Linked DNA regions of Mus musculus: all the other regions are linked to region 3. The links are chromatin contacts, called in public HiChIP or PLAC-seq maps. All regions are on one chromosome and are shown on one strand. The core of a region is the stretch at or near the end of the contact, and the rest is flanking DNA. Distances in the headings are between cores, read along the strand shown. Region 1 holds the start of Camkk1 (calcium/calmodulin-dependent protein kinase kinase 1, alpha). Region 2 holds the start of P2rx1 (purinergic receptor P2X, ligand-gated ion channel, 1). Region 3 overlaps Zzef1 (zinc finger, ZZ-type with EF hand domain 1).

Region 1 (4,029 bases), core at 1,426-3,925, 110 kb after region 3:
ATCTTGTTTGGCTCCCAGCATTTAACCGTTTTTCAAAGATTCGTTCTAGTGGTACCCCAGTGCAGCCTCTCCTGGTTTCCCGGCAGGCATGGAGTGTAGGGGAAGAAGGCCTCTTACAGCTCTCATATGGCTCACCCTGTGTCTTTGGTAAGTGGCTTCTCTCCAAGGCTCCTCGGTGTGTCTGGGTACTGGTGGCAACCTCTGCTAGGGTTGAGGTAATACATGTGAAGTGCCCAAGGCAGTGCCTGATATACATTGTCTCTGGAACTCACACACACACACACACACACACACACACAGGGTCTTCTTGGTTTCTTGGTGCTATAATCCTTGCTCCTTGGTTGGGCTTTTGGCTGCCTATGATGGAGGTTGCATTTGTTGTTGGTGGTGGTGGTAGGTTTTTTCCCCTTTCTTTCCTTTTTTTGTTTTGTTTTGCTTTGCTTTGTTTCGAGATACGTTTCTCTGTGTAGCCTTGGCTGTTCTGGAACTCGCTCTATAGTCCAGGCTGGCCTTGAACTTGGAGATCTACCTGCGTCTGCCTCTGAGTGTTGGGATTAAAGGGATCCACCACCACTGCCCGGCCCCTTTTCATGTTCTTGCTCTTGCTACCTGGTCTGGTTATGTGACAAAATTCACGTTAGTGGGATGCACAGGGAATGTTCCGTGGCGCTGTCTTTAAAAGAGCTACTGTTGGGGTAGAGAGATGGCTCAGTGGTTGAGAGCACATGCTGTTCTTACAGGGGAGCCAGATTCAGTTCCCAGCACCCACACAGTGGCTCACAACTCTCCGTAAGCACACACAGATGCACATATAGGCATACATGTAGGCAAAACAGTCACCCACATAAAATAAAGAGTTAGCATCGACCCTTCATTATTTTTCTCCATTCCAAAACCTGGAATGCATACGTGATAACTGGAGTTCCAGCCCCTATTCAGAATCACGAGGTCAAAGGCCATCTCCAGGGCTTCCTGGTGCAGGGAGTGGAGAGAGCCACATCTCAAAGGCTTTTGTGGAGCAGAGCCATCATACCAGCCCAGAACTGTTTTTCAAGATTTATATATATGTAAGATTTGTTGTTGTTGTTGCCTAGATCTTAATCTGATCCTCTCAGCCTTGCTTCAGTTGATCTGTTTGAGCCTTTCCATTAGAATTATGACTGGATCCTCAAGGACTCTCAAAACCATCTCTTCAATATTGGGGTATAGCTCAGTAGTAGCATCCTTGCTTAGAATGCAAGAAGCCCTGGATTCAATCTTCAAAACTGGGGGTGGGGGGAGGAGTCTCTGTAGCCCAGCTCTTTCCTGAACTCCAGCCCTATAGATCCAATCCTCCAGTTACTGGACCCAATTATTCATTTCAACAAATACATGCTGGGCATGCATCAGGAGGTCAGGCTGTGCTGGGCGAATTCATCTCGACCCTTGCTCTCAAGAGTTCTTAGTCCAGACAGGACTCAGGTGAAGAGGTGCTGAGATCTGGAAAGCACTGAGAAAGGGCTGCTGGGCATTCCAGGTATCCAGAAGGTCATGGGGAAGGCTTCCTAGCAGCAGAGGCATTGAACTAAGTGCCAAAAGACAAGTGGGGTTTAGGCAGGCAAGTGGTGAGGGGTGAGCTATGGAGGGCTTGAGGGGACTTAGTGGCAAGCAGTGGAAGATCCTAAGAGGCAGCTCTCTGGTGTTCCTAGTGCCTGTTCTGGTTGTCCCAGAAAGGTTAATGGGAAGTGATACTGGATTGGGGTGAGGGGTGGGGCTGCTGCACTAATCAAGTGGAGGTATACTGCATGACCGTGGTGGTCGAGTTCAGGGAGGGGCAGATGGTGGGGAGAGAGAGAGAGAGAGAGAGAGAGAGAGAGAGAGAGAGAGAGAGAGAGAGAGACTTTAGGGATCTTAAGAGGCAACATGGCAGATCCTTGTGCTACACCCGGTTGGGTCAGAAAACCTGCTACACAGGTAACTCCTGGTTTCTAACTCCTGGTTTCTAACTCCTGTTTAAGACAGAGACACAGGTGAGACCAGGTTGGAGATAGCAACATGGGTCTGAGTTTGAGGCAAGCAGTGATGTGGGGCATCTCCAATAGACTAATAATAGCAGGATTGAACCAGGAGTCTGTGAGGGCAGTCCCCAGGCATAACCACAGTCAAGGCCACTTGGTCCTGGAGGGCTCTTTTTCATTCCCTCAGCCCAGCCAGTCACCTCCTGCTCCTCTCCAAACCTGAGTGCCGCCCCACCCCAGCACTCTGACGAATCTCCCTCCTCCTTCCCTCCCCCAACCCCCCCGGAGAACACTCAACTCCAGGCCCTTCTCCCAGGGCCTCTACCTAGCCTCTCCTTGGTACGCACCGGGCCTCATCCCGAAGGAGGGATGCTCTTGCCTCTAGAGACTAGGACACCGGATTGAGGACTCGAAAAAAGCATCGTACGCTTCAGGCCAGGCTGAGGGGCCCACGACGTGGCCTGAGGGACATCGGGTTCCCCGAGCCTGCTTGTCTGCGGGCGCCGGGGGCGTGACGCGTCGGGGCCCATCCGCAGGGCCCCTCCCGAGCCACCTCCTCCCGATCCCGTCGAGACCCGCCCCCTCTACCCCTGGGCGGGAGGACCGGACTCTGATTGGACATCTCTGCGGGGCGCTGCGCGGCACAGCCAATGATCGTGGGCCGGCGCGGCGGCGGGCGGGGGGAGCGAGCGCAGCCTGGAGCTGCGGCGCCAGCGGGTTGAGCCGGGCGATCCTAGCCCGGCAAGGCGGGCAGGGCGGGGCGCGCACAGCGGGAGCGAGCCTGGTGCCCACCGCAGAGACTGTCGCCAGGTGCCTAGGTAGGGGTCAGCAGCCGGGACTTGGAGTTGGAAACTGGGGTGCGGACGGCTGAGCCGCCCTGTGCAGCCAACGGGCTGTAGAAGGGTGGTCTACAAGGCCGGGTCTACGTGGGCAGCCGGAATCTGGTGTGCAGAGATTCCCGCTGTGTCTGCAGGGCCAGGTCCTCGGGATGGTTCCCTGAGCCCGCATCTGTCTAAGCCAGCTATGCGGGTGCCCGACCACCTGCGTTTCTTCCGCAGCTGCTGTCTGTGGGACTGCATAGAAGCCCCGCGCGCGCGGTGCCTTGGGCCCGGCTCTGGGTGGAGGCCGTGTCTATTCGGAGTGGGCCTGGACGGGTGCACCCACGTGTGGATCTCAGCAGAGCGCTTCTCCCACAGCCCTCCCGTGAGTCTTCCGTGGAGAGCTGGGGGCGGGGTGATGAATGGGACGGATGCAGCGAGCGACTTCAGCTGCTGCGCAGTCGTCCCCTGACTGAGTGAGGGTGGCGGAGGCGGCGCTGTGGTTTCTGGGTCTGGTGGGTACAGGATTGGTGCTCCGAGGGTGCACACGTGCGCGGGGAGCTGTGTGTGGTGTTTGGAGGCGGGTGTGCGTGCGTCACGTGGACACAAGAGTGTGCCTGTGTACCTGAGGGGTGCGTTTCAGGATGGAGTGGTGTGTGAGCACCGGTCACGAGGACAAGGATTACATCTGTCAGGGAAGGGGTGTGTGTCTGTCTTGAGGGTGTTACAGAGTGAGCAGAGCTAGCTGTCACATGCCTTGGGTCCCAGGACTGTGTCCCAGTGAGCTCCTCTCTTTGTCTTGGCCAGGTTCAGGGTGTGAGAGAAGCGCACAGCTGTGTCCTTGAAAATCCCAGGGAAAAGGAAGAGGCTGGGTCTTCTGCGCATCTCTACCTCTTCCATCCAACATACGCTGTGGGTCAGACTGTTCTAGACCCTACTACCTGCTCCTTGGTCCCCCACGCCCAGTCCTCAGACCAGGACTGGGGCTTATTTTAAACCTTATCCAAGTGAATTGCTTCCCTGCTTAAAGACTCCTTTGGTGTTAGAGGCCTCTGGTTTCTGTTCACAAACCCTAAACCAAGCCTGTTGGGAAGCACTCTATTGCTATCACGTTGGGAAGGGATCTCTTTTAGACACAGGGTGAACTCCCATTTCTCCCTTGGGAATCCTGCTTAGTGGTCACAATGTCGCCTCCGCCAGGAAAACACCCCCGA
Region 2 (3,860 bases), core at 72-2,571, 91 kb after region 3:
TCCTTAGGAAAAAAAAAGCGAAGGATGTGGTTCCCACCACCCTGGCTCAGTGGCGTCAGACAGTTGAGAGAGTTCCTACTGGAATGTCAGTGTGTGTGTGTGTGTGTGTGTGTGTGTGTGTGTGTGTTTTCTATTCAAGAGGTTGGGGCTGGTCCTGGGTGCTGGGAGGGGACATGCAGAAAGCAGCCCAGTTTGCATAAGGGTTCGGTGCCAGGCCCAGGGGCCATTCGCTCCCTGTTAGTAGCTCATGAGGAAGAAGATTCCTTATCAGCACTCAGCGTGGGTCGGCTTGGCCGGGGGTGCAGAGCAGTGAAGGTTACCAAGGAGACCTGTGCTTCAGGCTGGTTCTTCTAGTAGGCCAGGGTGAGAATGCTTCCCTCTGACCCTAGGTGCACAGTGTGAGCCAGCCTGATCAGGTTCTTGGGACCCTATGCTCAGGGTCTGCTTTACTATTGAGGAAGGCAAGGGTTGTATTGGACCTGAACCCTAATTCAACAGTGTATTTTAGTTCTCTGTCCTGGAGGTTTCTGGGACCGTCCCCCAAGGGCTTCTTCACTCTGGGGAAAGTGTTATGTTGTCCCACTTTACAAGAAGCAGACTTAGAAAAGCCAGACAATGCCCCCAAGCCCTCAACAAGTGACACAACTGCCTAATATCAGGCTTTCCAAGCTGGGTCTCAGAACTCCCTAGGGATAGGTGACCCTAGTCTCGTCTAGATGTCTACCTCCCTGTCTGTTCTGGTGGTAAGGATGGGATGGGAGTGGTGTCAGGAGTACAGTCAAGCAGGTCAGACAGAGGGAGAGCAAGGTTGCAGATAGAGATGCCAGCCTGAGGCTGAAGTTAATGGGTATAGACCAAGCTTGGACTTGAAGGGACTGACGAAGAGGGAGTGTCCAAGGGTAGCTCTAGGCTACAGGACTTGACATCAGTTCTGTTCATCTTCCTGCAGGTCCCCAGGACTGAACTGTCTACTCTGAGACTGTGGGGGTGGGGATGGAGGTAGAGTGTTGAGGGATTGTCCTGGCGAGACCCTTCAGTTCTGTCCTGTCAGGTTCCTGGAGTGGGGGTAGCCAGTAGCTTTATCTCTGGCCCTGTGGCTGGTGGCCATGGTGGTTTCCGGAGAGCAGCTCCTGTTTCCGGAGGCCCAGCAGGGCCCAGGCGGAGCCTTGAGGGGTAGTGGGGCTGGGCCTGGGTGGCCTCACTGGCTCCGCCTCTGTCTATCTTTGGGAATTTATTTCACGGGGCACCACTGGCCGGTACTCCACTGCCTGCCAGCAGTCAAAAGCTGCTCTGATCACCCTGGGTTTTTCCCTCCTAACCCAGATCCCACCAACGAACCTCCAACTCTGGCCCCACTTGGCCTGCTCTGTTCTTAAGGGGCTGGGAAGCCTCCAGCCACTCCACTGCTCTCTCTGTAGACACAGATGCTAGCCTGCCCTTGACCACAGAGGCCGTGCGGGGGGCTTGTCTCTGAGCCCCTTCTGGCCCACCATGGCTCGGCGGCTGCAGGATGAGCTGTCAGCCTTCTTCTTTGAGTATGACACTCCCCGGATGGTGCTGGTACGAAACAAGAAGGTGGGAGTCATTTTCCGTCTGATCCAGTTGGTGGTTCTGGTCTACGTCATTGGGTGAGTCTAAGTCCCCCTCCCAACACCTTTGGGCACCAGTCTTCTACATGTGCCAATCCTCAGAGCTCTGGGGTACCCTTCATCTCTCCAAGCACTGGAAAGCTCTCCTGGTGAGCCTCCATGCCTTAAGAAGGAATAGGCCCTGTTAACCTACTGTCAAGATGGAGACACCAATGCAGGATAGGACACGCTACTCTGGGTGCATGGTGACCAAGGGGCAACACCATTGTGGGTCCTGAGGACATTGTAAAAGGCCCCTTCTAGTGAGTGAGTGGCACGCCCTGCAAGAGCCCTTTTCACCTCCAACTTTCCTCATGCAACTGAAACAAAGCAATGCCTCATTTTACTCGCCAGAACATAGGCTCTGTTCCCGTCTCTCCAGTCAGAACAAAGGACAACCTGGGAAATCCAGGTCCCTGGGGGACTAAAAGACAATTGGATTCTGAACACTTAGCATCTTGATGGAGACACAGAGCAGGAAGTAGTCTCCATTCCCAAGTGTGACATCTCCTTCCCTGGCACAGGGTCAGAGCAGCACAGGTCTCCTTCAGCTATCTGGCTAGCCTGGGAACCATGCAAAGGCTAGCAGGCCAGGCAGGATCTTGTGTTTGCATGTGTGTTGTGTGGGCTAACATGGTATTCTATGACTGCCCATGTCCTATATATTTAGCCATGTACCGGTGGTTTTATATACCTGGTTGGCTACGCAAGCTTACAGCTGTGTCTCTGTCTGCCCTGGGTCTGAGGTAGCTGGGTACCAGAAGTGTCACATGTCAGGAGCATCATGCTTACTTACAGTCACACTAAAAAGAGCCTCTAGAGGCTATGAGATCAGTAAAAGGGTTGGGTCCTAATGGGAGCCTGAGAACGCCCAGTACCCCTGCCTGCCTGTGTTGTGTGGTTCTGAGGGCTCTGCAAATCCCCATTTGGGGGGACTGGGACTAAGAGCCCAAAGAGTTACTCATGTGGTACTAGCCTCTTGGGAGTATCTAGTTCCTAGAGTAGCCTTTCTTCTGCTCACTGATGCCCTAAGATTCAGAGCTAGTCAGGTGCAGCCAAAGCCAGGATCCTTCAGCTGCATTTCAGGCTATGTCTTGGTCACAAATCAAGTTGGTCAAGCTTAAGAGGAAGACTAAGGCCCATAGAGGAGCCCTGGAATTTCTAGGTCACTAGGCAAATCAACCCTGAACCTTTGCTCTGTCTCCTCATTTCCCACTCCCTACAAAGTTTCCAGGAAACTTTCTGATGGGTACCAGTAGCCTCCTGCTGAGCACAAGAGGGGCGTAAACGTCCACCATTAATTATTTGCTAGTTCCTCAGGAAGGAGAAGTCACTACTCAAGCCCAGCCTGTTTCTCACTTGGGGAGATCAAAATGGTTGTCCCTACTCAGGCCCCAGGGGCTCTCTACTTTATTTTCAGAACTGTGGCTAGGAGCAGTGTCTGACTGTCACAGGGACAGAACAAAAGGGATAGTCTACTGTCCCTACTGCCCCTTAGCCCTGATCTATACCTCCTGTGACAGGAACCTTACCCCATCCCTCTTTCCTTTCTTCTGGCCTGAAATGGTCTATCATTTTCAAATGTTTCAAATGTTTCTTGTTGGTGTGAGGGTGGGGGTATCAGAGGTGAGGGATGCAACTAGTCTTGCTAAAATTCCCAGTTCACACAGCAGAGCCAAAGGCAAGGTCTTCAGGTCCCCAAACCCAGGCTTCTCTGCCCACTAACTAGGGCGCTTACTAGCTCCAGCAATGGCACCTACTGTCTCTGTCGCCCTCATCTGGCCACTGCCAGATGCTACAATGACTCCTGCAGGTTAAACTCCTGAGCCTTGCTCCACTGTTACATAGGACAGCGGTTGGAGAGGACCTTTCCTTGTGAAGGGAAAGGGCTTCGCTATAAGGATCCTCCTCTTTCCTAGATGTTTGTCTGGTCCTGTGGGGGCTGCAGGGAAGTCGGGGGTGGGGGGGACGAGAGAGTCAGTCTCTGGGCACCAGACAAGGTGAAGCCCACATTGGGGACGGGCAGCATGGAGGTGGAGAGGGACACAAAGTCAAGCATTGGAACACAGTTCTGATGAAAGTGGCCTTAGACTTAGGCAGGCAGGCAGGCAGGCAGGCAGGCAGGCAGGCAGGCAGGCAGGCAGGCAGACAACAGACAAGAGGCTGAGATGCCAAGATCTGGAACAGGCTCAGAGGAGGAAAGTTAAGGCTTTGGACTCTATTGGTCATGTT
Region 3 (4,072 bases), core at 775-3,274:
CAAGGTGACAACCCAGAACAGTCATCACAACACTTTCAACAATAACTTGCTTGTGCATAGTAATAAGAATTTTGCATTGTGACTTGTCCTCGGTTTCTCCATGATCACCTGCAAACTGGGCATAAATATAGTGGGGACCTAGGCTACGGGTCTTGTTTCTGCAGTCCTTGCTTTAGTGAGGCCTGTGGAGAAATGCAGCTGCAAGGGGTACTAACAGGATCCTTTATGCCTTTCTTTTCCTTTTTGACATGATGCTTCAGTGAAGGACTATCAGCTTGTCCAGAAGGGAGGAGGACAAGAGTGTGGCACCTCTCAGTCCCAGCTGAGCCAGTACTCCCAGCACTTTGCCTTTATTGCTAGTCACCTTCTGCAAACCAGCATGGATAGCCATTGTCCCGAGGCAGTGGAAGCAACCTGGGTCCTGTCCCTGGCTCTCAAAGGTTTATATAAAACACTAAAGGTAATGGTGAGCCTTTTCCATTTGCACAAAGCTACCTGTCTGCAGGGGATTAATTAGGAGGAAATGTCGTCTGATCTAGATGAACGGTTAACAATGGCTGTTTTGAGAAATGCTTACACAAGGATTGCTTTAGGGAGGAAATAGAACTTTCCCAGTGGTTTGAGTCTCAGTTTTTCTAATATTGTTTCATGGACTTAACCACAGTTGGCTTCGTGGAGATATAATCCTGTCAGGGGAGAAGAAAACTGGACTTCCCACCTAACAGGAGCTCCTCAGGTCATTATAGGAATGCTGGGAAGAATAAAGGGAGCTGGCATCCCATGGAGCTTCAATGGATAGGTGTGGCCATTGGTCTGGGAGGAAATAGCTAGATTAGAGGTAGATGTCTTTTGGGGTGACCCATGATGCCTTTTGGATCCTTAGTGGACTGGAGGGTAGGAAGGCTCTTTCCAGGAGATGTATTTGCATTTACTGTAAGGTCATCTTCCTTACAGAGTTGGCCTTGAAAGGATCCCAGCTGAACTTTATTGCTCCTTGACACTGAAATGTTCAGTGGTAGCTCTGGTAGGGAGGTCATTGTGGGAAGTCAGGCACTACCAGAGACTTGTCTGCTTGGCTTTCCAGCCCTGGGCAGCCCTGAGGTGCAGTTGTCAGTATTACCATACTGTTTCAGTTTCCACTCTACTAGACAAGAAGAAAGTAACTCCCTGATAGCAGAGGTCTTAAATGTCTTAAATCATTCAGTTTTGCTTTGGTTTGGTTTTTGGTTTTGTTTTGTTAAAAAAAAAAAAACAGGTAGTCAGTCTGTAGCTTGGCTGGACTGGAACTTAGAATGTGGCCTGGCCGGCCTCAGACTCAGAGTTCTGCCCGCCTCGAACTCCCAAATGCTAAGACCAAGGTGTGCACTGCCATGAGTGCTCACTCAGCCTGTTGATATTTGTTGAGCACCAAGAACCAAGTGGAACTGGGTGTTCAGTGGTGAGCTAGAAAGAAGGGCCATGCTCTCTTTAAGACGGTGCAGCCTAAGGGATGAAGCCAAAGAAGCAGGCAGGGAGCTTTATAAGACTCAGTTGTCCATGATTAGGGTTTGGATTTTAGCCTCAAGAGTTTTGGGAAAGTAAAGAGAGGGGAAGTGACAGTAAATAGGTTTCAAGAGTGTTTGTTCAATGAAAAAACACGGAGTGAATGAGGAGCAATGGTTCATGGTTAAGATGTGGAGTACTTTCTTACTGACAAGCATTTATTTCTGTTGGAAGCTGAGTTGGGCCATCAGCTGAGACTGGGCTCTGAGAAAGGCTGTTGCTCTGTCCAACCTTAACCATCACTCTATAGCAGCTGCAAATCTCTCCCTTGGCTTGGCAGGCTCATGGTTTTGAAGAGACCCATGCCACCTTCCTCCAGACCGATCTGCTAAAGCTGCTGGTGAAGAAGTGCAGCAAAGGGACCGGCTTCAGTAAAACCTGGCTCCTCCGAGACCTAGAGGTAATGAGGAGGGAGGGCTTCCTGTAAAGCTGAGCCCAGAAGCAGAGCTAGCTTGTTCCAACCAGTTCCATCCCGTGTATTCTAATTCTGGGCAGCTTTGAAACCCAACCTTGGTTCTGCCTTCCTGAATCAGGGATCCTGACACCTGTCCTCCCCTGCCAGGAAAATGAATTGGGTGTTTGTTCAAAGAACCTTGGAGGAGTATTTTGTAGAAACACATAATAGGCCATTATAGCATGATAGTAAAATGTGCTTTTGAATTACTGTTTCCCTCCAAAATTCCTTTGAGCTAAAATCAGTTTGTAATACGGCCACACTCATGTTTACCTTATGTAGGATTTCAGTCTATAATTTCACTTTATTGTTACTCCTCTGAGGCCTTAGATGTTTCTTAGTGGAATTCTTGAAGTTCCCAGAGGCTTTCAAGGTCAAGTACTAGCATCTAGTATAAGGGAAGCTGTGCTACCAGGGTGTGCTGTGTCCCTCACCCTCACTTCCACAGGTGCCTGCATTTGAAGAATCACCTCTGGGTTCGCTTACATCCAAGGGACATATGCTAAAACATATTAATAGGTAACCGGGATCTTAGAGAACCTTTTTTAAATTTTATTTTTATTTTATATGTATGGGTGTTTTGCCTGCAAACATGTCTGCACCACTTGAATGCCTGGTGCCCCATAGATGCCAGAAGAGGACATCAGTTGCCCTGGACTTCAGTTACAGATGGTTGTGAGCTGCCATGTGGGTTCTTGGAAGTGAACTCAAGTCCTCTGGAAAAGCATCCAATGCTCTTCTTAACTGCTGAGCTGTATCTGCAGCTCCTATAAACACCCTTTTTAGTGGCTATGTATAAGACTAGAAAGTGCTTTGCAGGTTTTTGCCATTATTAATGCTTCATTGGCTGTATTTTAAACAGCATTTTTCATGTATTTTGTCATTTCTAAAAGATAAGTTAGTAGGTCAAAAGGATATAAACTTTTTTTTTTTTTGGTTTTTCGAGACAGGGTTTCTCTGTATAGCCCTGGCTGTCCTGGAACTCACTCTGTAGACCAGGCTGGCCTCGAACTCAGAAATCCGCCTGCCTCTGCCTCCCGAGTGCTGGGATTAAAGGCGTGCGCCACCATGCCCGGCAACATTTTTTAAAGAAGTATTTTTTTATGTCTATGAGTACACTGTGGCTGTCTTCAGACACTCCAGAAGAGAGCATCAGATCCCATTACAGATGGTTGTGAACCACCATGTGGTTGCTGGGATTGAACTTGGGACCTCTAGAAGAGCAGTCAGTGCTCTTAACTACTGAGCCATCTCTCCAGCCCCAATATAATCATTTTAAATTACTTAATAGTTACATTTCTCCAAAACAAGTTAGAAAAGAATAATACCCATTTGGGCTATCAAGAAAAGTTAATAAACACAAGGGCTTCCATAGTTTTGTTAGCATTTCCTGTTATGTGTACAATTGAGCATGCTTTCCTGCTCCTTTACTGATCACATACTCACACCCATGTGTACTCTGATATCTTAAACCTCTATGCCCTTAATATAGTGAAGACCTAGCTCATCCTCTCACTCACTCAGCACTCGTCTCCCTGCTCTGCTTGACTGACTGTGTGTAGATTCTGTCCATCATGCTGTACTCGTCAAAAAAGGAGATCAACACTCTGGCTGAACATGGAGACCTGGAGCTAGATGAACGAGGAGACCAAGAAGAAGAACTGGACCGGCCAGTTAGTAGCCCTGGCGAAGCAGAACAGAAGAAGCTAGACCCTCTTGAAAATTTGGATGAACCCACCAGAATATGCTTCTTGGTATGTTCATTGGTCATCATGTGGGTAGGACATGGGCATCAAAGGAATGGGTTTTCTTTGGCTTGGGCTGTGCTTCATCCTCAATATTTCTAAGGACTGCAGAGGTAGCTCAGTGGTTGAGTACTTGTTGGTCTTCTAGGAGACCCAGGTTGGATTCCCAGCACCCAAATGGGAGCTCACAATTGTCTGTTAACTCCAATTCCAGAGGACCTAACACCCTCTTCTGGCCTCCATGAGCACTACTAGGCTATACATTGGTACACAGTCAAACATACAGACAAAACATCTATTCACATAAATAAACTTTTAAAACTTTTTAACT

What was found. HiChIP or PLAC-seq counts read pairs in DNA pulled down with a chosen protein or histone mark.
Region 1: an H3K27ac HiChIP or PLAC-seq map of embryonic stem cells shows a contact between it and region 3, with 5 read pairs. The contact joins the promoter of Camkk1 here to the enhancer-like site in region 3. A contact is called at or near these places in 1 of 39 promoter capture datasets (the C10 cell line), 2 of 15 datasets of contacts at CTCF or cohesin (large pre-B cells and pro-B cells), 8 of 484 Hi-C or Micro-C datasets (B cells, the G1E-ER4 cell line, bone marrow-derived macrophages and 3 more), 8 of 115 datasets of contacts at active chromatin or transcription factors (the HPC-7 cell line, the SCID.adh cell line, bone marrow-derived macrophages and 2 more) and 3 of 9 other capture datasets (adipose tissue, liver and pancreatic islet).
Region 2: an H3K27ac HiChIP or PLAC-seq map of embryonic stem cells shows a contact between it and region 3, with 9 read pairs. The contact joins the promoter of P2rx1 here to the enhancer-like site in region 3. A contact is called at or near these places in 8 of 39 promoter capture datasets (the C10 cell line, the HPC-7 cell line, cranial neural crest and 4 more), 2 of 15 datasets of contacts at CTCF or cohesin (large pre-B cells and pro-B cells), 16 of 484 Hi-C or Micro-C datasets (B cells, the CH12 cell line, the G1E-ER4 cell line and 7 more), 12 of 115 datasets of contacts at active chromatin or transcription factors (CD8 T cells, the HPC-7 cell line, acute myeloid leukemia and 7 more) and 4 of 9 other capture datasets (adipose tissue, embryonic stem cells, liver and 1 more).

What each region holds. Positions count from the first base shown.
Region 1 is chr11:73,016,313-73,020,341 of GRCm38.p6, forward strand. Camkk1 (calcium/calmodulin-dependent protein kinase kinase 1, alpha) reads left to right here and starts at 2,676. Exons shown (of 16, transcript NM_018883.3): 1 at 2,676-2,815. It overlaps 4732414G09Rik (RIKEN cDNA 4732414G09 gene), which reads right to left and starts at 2,529. Exons shown (of 3, transcript NR_152202.1): 1 at 2,345-2,529; 2 at 136-201.
Region 2 is chr11:72,997,824-73,001,683 of GRCm38.p6, forward strand. It overlaps P2rx1 (purinergic receptor P2X, ligand-gated ion channel, 1), which reads left to right and starts at 1,322. Exons shown (of 12, transcript NM_008771.3): 1 at 1,322-1,628. The coding sequence starts at 1,492.
Region 3 is chr11:72,906,572-72,910,643 of GRCm38.p6, forward strand. Zzef1 (zinc finger, ZZ-type with EF hand domain 1) reads left to right here. Exons shown (of 55, transcript NM_001045536.2): 43 at 261-460; 44 at 1,823-1,942; 45 at 3,559-3,750. Among named protein-coding and RNA genes, the nearest start is that of Gm26121, 27 kb to the left of the region's middle. Within about 2 kb of position 2,025, at least 8 of the 459 cell types and tissues checked have an H3K27ac peak or open chromatin away from gene starts, as enhancers often do. A contact at or near this core is called in embryonic stem cells, where this site is marked.